Regions from separate parts of the Mus musculus genome. Here region 2 is linked to region 1. Evidence: chromatin contacts called from public promoter capture Hi-C data. All regions are on one chromosome and are shown on one strand. Each heading gives the region's core, a stretch centred on a gene start, on an enhancer-like site or on the middle of the called end of the contact. The rest is flanking DNA. Distances are from core to core; before and after follow the strand shown. Region 1 holds the start of B230208B08Rik (a long non-coding RNA gene). Region 2 overlaps Gm32658 (a long non-coding RNA gene).

The links. Promoter capture Hi-C pulls out the DNA fragments that hold promoters and counts their contacts.
Region 2: a contact with region 1 is called in a promoter capture Hi-C map of hippocampal neurons, with 2.5 times the contacts expected there. The contact joins the enhancer-like site here to the promoter of B230208B08Rik in region 1. A contact is called at or near these places in 9 of 39 promoter capture datasets (cranial neural crest, embryonic stem cells, frontonasal cranial neural crest and 5 more), 5 of 484 Hi-C or Micro-C datasets (cerebral cortex, cortical neurons and forebrain) and 1 of 115 datasets of contacts at active chromatin or transcription factors (neural progenitor cells).

The regions. Positions count from the first base shown.
Region 1 is chr4:78,209,475-78,212,435 of GRCm38.p6, reverse strand. It overlaps B230208B08Rik (a long non-coding RNA gene), which reads right to left and starts at 1,709. Exons shown (of 3, transcript XR_003955358.1): 1 at 1,521-1,709; 2 at 236-843. Ptprd (protein tyrosine phosphatase, receptor type, D) reads left to right here and starts at 694. Exons shown (of 40, transcript NM_011211.4): 1 at 694-846.
Region 2 is chr4:80,515,565-80,518,905 of GRCm38.p6, reverse strand. All of the region lies in intron 1 of Gm32658 (a long non-coding RNA gene), which reads left to right. Among named protein-coding and RNA genes, the nearest start is that of Gm32658, 110 kb to the left of the region's middle. Within about 2 kb of position 1,270, at least 26 of the 459 cell types and tissues checked have an H3K27ac peak or open chromatin away from gene starts, as enhancers often do. A contact at or near this core is called in cortical neurons, forebrain, hippocampal neurons and 1 more, where this site is marked.

The DNA.
Region 1 (2,961 bases), core at 460-2,959:
TCTTCCCCTTAAAAGCCCCACCAAACTGGCCAGCTCCCGGACTGCAAACTACATCCTATATCAGAAGCACATCCCTGAGACAAGTGCTTCCTTCTCTCTTTCTCTCTCTCTCTCCATCCTCTGACTGTACTGCTCTGGTCCCTACATTTCAGACCCCAACTCTTCACCCCTTACCGCCAGCTTCCCTCCAAGAAACCTGGAGCAGGGCAGCAGGGACACCTGCAGAAGTGCGCACCTGGCCAGGCGCTGTCCAGCGCCCGGTAGCCGGAAGGTGCTCTCCACGCTGAGCTGGAGGCAAGGCCTGGCTGCCTGGGCTCGGGTCTCTGTCGCCACGGCAGCCAGCCGCCCCCCGCCGGTCCTGCCCGCCGCGGCCGCGCCGCCGCAGCCATCAAGTGGCTCGTTAAGGAAATGCAGGTGAGCGCGGGCGGCGCGCGGGGCCGTGTGCGAGCGCCTGTGCGCGAGCGCGAGCGAGCCAGCCAGCGGAGTGCGAGCCCCAGCATCCCGGGCGCTCCCTCCCGCAGCAGCCGCCCGTCCCGCCCCGCCCCGCCCCGCCCCGCCCGCGCGCACCGCCGCACCTGCGGGCACTCGCCCCGGCGTCTGCGGGACCCGCGGGCTCCGAGCGCGCCGCCACCCTCCCGCGCCGCCCTCGCACACGCAGATACCACTTTTAAAGAAGCCGAAGCGCTGCAGCCCACCGACGCCGAGCGAGCGCTGCCGGCTGAGGCCGTTGCTCTCCCTGTCTGCAGTTGAGCCCGGACCCTGGGACAGAAAGACAGTTCTCGGTTGGACTGGAAGAAAGGGAAGGAAGACTCCTCTGTTCCCGAGGAGAGCGGAGCGGCTGCCCTAGTAAGTAAAACTGCTCTCTGGTCTTGCTCTCCAAAGTGAGGCGTCTACCTAATGCTTCCTCCCGGTTCCTTTTACCAGGGAAGAACTTGCCTTATATAACTTGAGTAATTCCTACCTGAGAAGTGCTTCGCTAAACATTTTTGTGTGGGTTTCTTTGTGGAAGATCACTTAGGAGTGTCTCTCTGCATGTGCAGCATTCCCAGGAGTCTGATTGTTAAAGGCTCATTGTTCGAGGGCTGCTAGAAGACCTGGCTTGTGAACATGTTGGTTGGTTCTAAGATTGAAGCACTATTACCTAGGAAATCTTGAGGATTACCAGCCCATTGCCTCCTCCTTCCTGTAACCTTCAACCCTGGTCCACCCCCAAGTTCCATCCTTTGCTGACTTCAGTGGGTTGCTTGTTTTATCTTTAGTTGTAAGGAGCCCGAGCGAAATTAATTGGGTCAAGGGAAAGTTAAGAAAGATGGTTTGCAAGACTAGAATACAATCCTATTCGGATGACTTCATGTCTGTGAGGCGTTTCTGTGTGGAGGAAGTCCTGGCACAAGCCTAGGTGGAGAATCTGATGAAGTTAATTTGGAGTGGAACTGTGAAGAATGCAGTGTGAGAGCAGGCTGAGGCTGGGACTCTGACACAGCCGGTTATGAACTGTGACAGGCTCATCAGCTGCTGACAGGTTTAAGGTATCTCTGAAGGCTGAATATCGCTGCATCAAAAACTTTTGCAGGTAGCATTTCTCTTGGACTAGCATTCCCTGTCAGAGGCTGCAGCTTTTCTGTGCACGCAAGTAGGACACCCGTCCTCCCTCCCATCAAAGGGTTAATGGTACCATAAAAGAATAGGAGACATGTGTAGCCTGACATTCGCCAATATTTTGTAATATCTAAATAAAACCTTTATGTTATGTCAGGAAAAATATAGTTGAGTCAGTTTGTTTTGCACAAGAGGAAAGAGAATCAATAACGTTTCAGCATTTCCCCCTCTTTATCACTGCCAAATGGGTTCTGAATCTAATTCTTCTTGCATTGTTACATATACTGTAGGTACAGTAGGACTTGCAGGTTAGAAACAACTGAACCGATTTAAATGCAAAGTTCTTCGACATAATGGCCCTAATACAGACTGGAGTCAAATAGTGATAAGAAAAAAAGTCAATGTGATTTATCTTTAACACTCATTTTTTTTCTGCTAATATAATACATACTTTTCCAACAAAACCCTTGCAAATTTAGAAAATTAGACTGAGAATTACAACTAATTAGCAGGTCAAATTTCATTATAAGAATCACTTATCAATTAATGCTTATGAGAATTCTCATAATTAATTGAGACTTTTGTAGTCAAAAATCTTGTCACCTCTCAACTCAAATAGTTAAGTAAAAATTTCGTTGGACATCGATTTCAAAAAGTATGAAAAAAGCCAGAATGGTTGAAAATGGAAAAGCATTTAGAACTGTGCCATCTTGTTTGGGTGGTTCTGATTGTCTTGGGACATAAGTTTTAGAGTGATTGGACAGGACAGTGTACCCGATGATGATTCTGGTTACACAAAGTTGTAATGGAAGGGAATCACTTCAGAAAGATGTGTCATTGTCTCCTGAACATCACTTTATTTCTCACCCCTTGCTCTCCATTGCCATTCCTGTGATTGAATTTAAATAATTTAAACTGAGATCATTGGTTGATCAAATCTGGATTATATATATATATATGTTCTCTATAATTTGTGACCTCAAATCTCTAAGATGATGCATGACATTTGAAAAAAAATACATAAAGGGATAATTGTCCATAAGCTGTAGTACTTAAGAATGAACCAAACATTCAATTACATATATTTTAGTACGTATCTATTCCCACAGAATGCACAGGAGACCTGTTCGTTTCTGAAAGCAGAGACTTATCAGTTACATTGACAATGAACTGACACACATTCTGGCTCTGTTATCATTGTGTCAGTGTTAGGAAGGGCATCCTGAATTAAAGCTGTTTCTAGTCATGCCTACAGAGATACCTGGTAATTGTTTCTGTAACCATAGGGAGGGGAACCTTAGCCAGAATGATAAAATTGTTAGCTTTTTGACACCAGCTTTTTATGTCATACAGGAGTTGCAA
Region 2 (3,341 bases), core at 21-2,520, 2.3 Mb before region 1:
AGTTGGTGTGAATAGTGCCATTCTCCTGAATGTTTCTGAATAAAGGATTTTATTACAGCACATTCCACCTGAATCCCTGCTCCTTCTGTACCAAGCCAGCCATTGCTACAGAAAACTGTGTTGTTAAGGTGTTAAGACATCTGGTTCCAGTCAGTCCCTTCCTCTGCCACACTTGGTTCTCTCCTGGGATTCAATAAAGCTAAGTGCCTGGTGCCTCAGAATCTTTTGTCTTGTTCCTCTGGTAGGGATAATTGCTTGGGGACAAAGGAGGAAAGAGCATGTAATTTCTCACCATTGCTTGAAAATTAGATGCCAACAGCTGACTGAAATCTTGTGAACAATTTTATTTGAAAGCGATGATATCAGTTACCTGTTATATGCTTAAAAGATGCTATTACAAAGACAAAAGTTTTTACTGTTTGAATGTTTATGGTTTTTCAATAAAAGCCTAATTTAAAAAAAAACTAAAGAGACACAGCATTTTCTACACAAAATCATTCTATTGAACAGTAAAGGGTTATTTGCTTTCCCTATTTTTTTTATGGCTACATTGTATGCTGCATTTTATTTATCTGCCTGAACAGAAGGAGTATGGCTGAAATGTTGCATTGAGCCTTTCTTCCAGAAATAAATGTAATGCTGTTTTAGGAGTCATTAAAACAACTTGGCTAGACCTCAAGTTTGAAACCTTTTGACCTACAGTGATGTCATTGCTGGACTTCTTTACTGGTCTTCGTAACGATCAGCAACCTAGGTAGCAAAATATCCTAGGGCTAGGCTGAGCCACTGACTTGCCCAGTAGTTGTTGGGAAAGGCGGTTGCTGATCAGGAGATGCAATGCAGTGTTTTTCAGGCTCTATTAATAGACGAGTGCACAAATTTCACTTAACTACCACTGCTTAGATAGCTCTTTATAATATATTGCTAATTTCATCTTGGCACATTAGCATTATAAGCCTCAAGTTTCTTCTTTAAAAATGTGCTCCCCATCTGCTTCTGCTGTATTTTTGTACAGACATTGCTTCTAAAAGCAGAGGAGTGCTTTTCCTGATTCAAGAAGGTTCACTTAGAGAGAGTAGGAAAACTGAGGCACTCATGTGAATCCCTGAGTTGAAGCACACAGGTTTAGGGTGAGAAGTACTCAAGAGCAAATGACATGGTAAGCTCACTGTCTCAGCCAGCCTCCATGGTAGGTTCACTGAACCCCAGTGCAAACGGTAAATAGTCACATATTCGTCTGAGCCATGGAGGGGATTCTATTTCAAGAACGTCGACCTCATTCTACCATAATCCCTTGCTGCACTGTGCTGAGATCTCAAAGGGACATTGGTCTGACGCCTTCAGGGTATTTTTATTGCTGACACCAGATGGCGCTCGTACATTTTAAATTTTGCTTTGATCGGTCCTGTTTAAAATTTTAGCCACTTTTCAGGAAGATTTTGCTCAAAAGATTAAAGGTCACATATGTGTTCTTTCATGTAAAATCTAATAGAAAACTTTCATCTGTTCTTTAAGAGGCCTCGCCCCCTTTCATACACACAAACATTCACTGGAAAGTATTGTTGGTGAATATTGATTATTGTAGGAATGATTGAGGAAAGCCCACAACCACCTGTGTCTAATCATGTAGAAATTCAATTCGTTTAAAAATCGCTTTAATTTTAAAAATCAATCTTAGTCCGGATTTCATCGTTCTGTTTTATACTCTTGAGGGGCGGGGCACCATAAGAAACTAAGAATTACGTTTATCCATCATCACAGAAAACTGTGTGCAAATGAATTATCTGTGGAGCCTCAGGGACACCTGAGTTTTTCCTCTTACAATCTCGCTTGTTCTGCTTCATTCTTGCATTCCCAGATCAGTGTCTCTTTATTCCACTTAAACCTTCAAACGGATAATGGCATAAAATTAGACTCTGATTACAAGAGCAGCAATTGGGGCTGCTTTGCCCAGCCCCCTTCCTCTTCCTGTGAACAGATTACTTGTGAGAGAAAGGGCAGTTGTGAATTTGTTTTCTTTCCTGTGACTTTATTTGTACTGGATTTTTGCTTGCTGGCCTTGAACCTAGTTCTAAGAAGATCTATTTTTTCTGAGACTTTTAGTTTATTAATGATCTTTAAGATTTTACTGAGTTTTGTAAGACATTGTCCTCATTGCCTTGTGTATCTCTGAAAAACTGACATTTTTTTTTTAATTGGGAATATCCTTTGCTGACTTTAATTTTTTTTTTTTATTATTTATCTCTGTCCTTTGGTAGAAAGTGATGAGGGGAAAAACGTGAAATTACTAAATGTGATTTACAGAAAAGAGGCAATGATTATGTCCTTTATAATTAAGTTGACGAGAAGAGTGAAGAGGGTTTTAAAAACCCTATCTATCCCCAGTGCTAATATGCAAATTGCTCCTCGAAATATAATGAGCACCTTATCTAGTTCATGATATTTCATTTTGAAACTAACATTTTCCCCTCTTAATAGTCCAGAGGGTTATTGACCAAAGCGCATTGATTGACTCTGTTATGCTAATAGTAGCACAAAGAATGCCATAATGGGCTTAGCACCCCAGGCTGCTGCAGAATTTTGATCCTGTCCTTTCCAGAGGAATCTATACAGTCTTTGCAAATAATCCCACATAAGCCACCCAAAAATGTTTTCTTTTGTAAGGGCTTCTTTCTTGGCAGCTCTCCTCTGATTCATTTCAGCAGAATTAAGCTTAAAATTTTCAAAAGGCTTGTTGAAAATTTATCAAGATTAGAGAAACATTAGAGCAGAGAGGGAGCTTTGAGCATTGTTTACAAGTGTCAAAACAAGAGGTCTTTGCTGAGGTCAGTCCCCAAGTCATTCACTGAGCTTAAAGGCCTCTGTCAGCACAGGTTTTCCAGGTGGTGGGGGCTTGTTATGTGGTTTTGTGTGATAAGGTACCAGAGAAGAGAGAATGGCACTATTAGGAGGTATGGCCTTGTTGGAGTAGGTGTGTCGCTATGGGTATGGACTTTAAGACCCCCATTTTAGCTGCCTGAAGTCAGTATTCTGCTAGCAGCCTTCAGATGAAGAAGTAGAACTTTCAGCTCCTCCTGCACCATGCCTGCCTGGATGCTGCCATCTTCCTGCCTTGACTATAATGTAATGAACCTAGACCCAATTTAAGTGTTGCCCTTGTAAGAGTTGCCTTGGTCATAGTGTGCATTCACAGCAGTAAAACTCTAACTAATACTTTTGTGTTCAAATTAGGGCTCACGTCCAGACAAACCACACTGGGCCAATACAGTTCCATTTGGGAATTATTGTGGGGGGAGGGGGCAAAGGTGACAAGGAAGACAAGCGGGAAAGAAAGAGAGAGG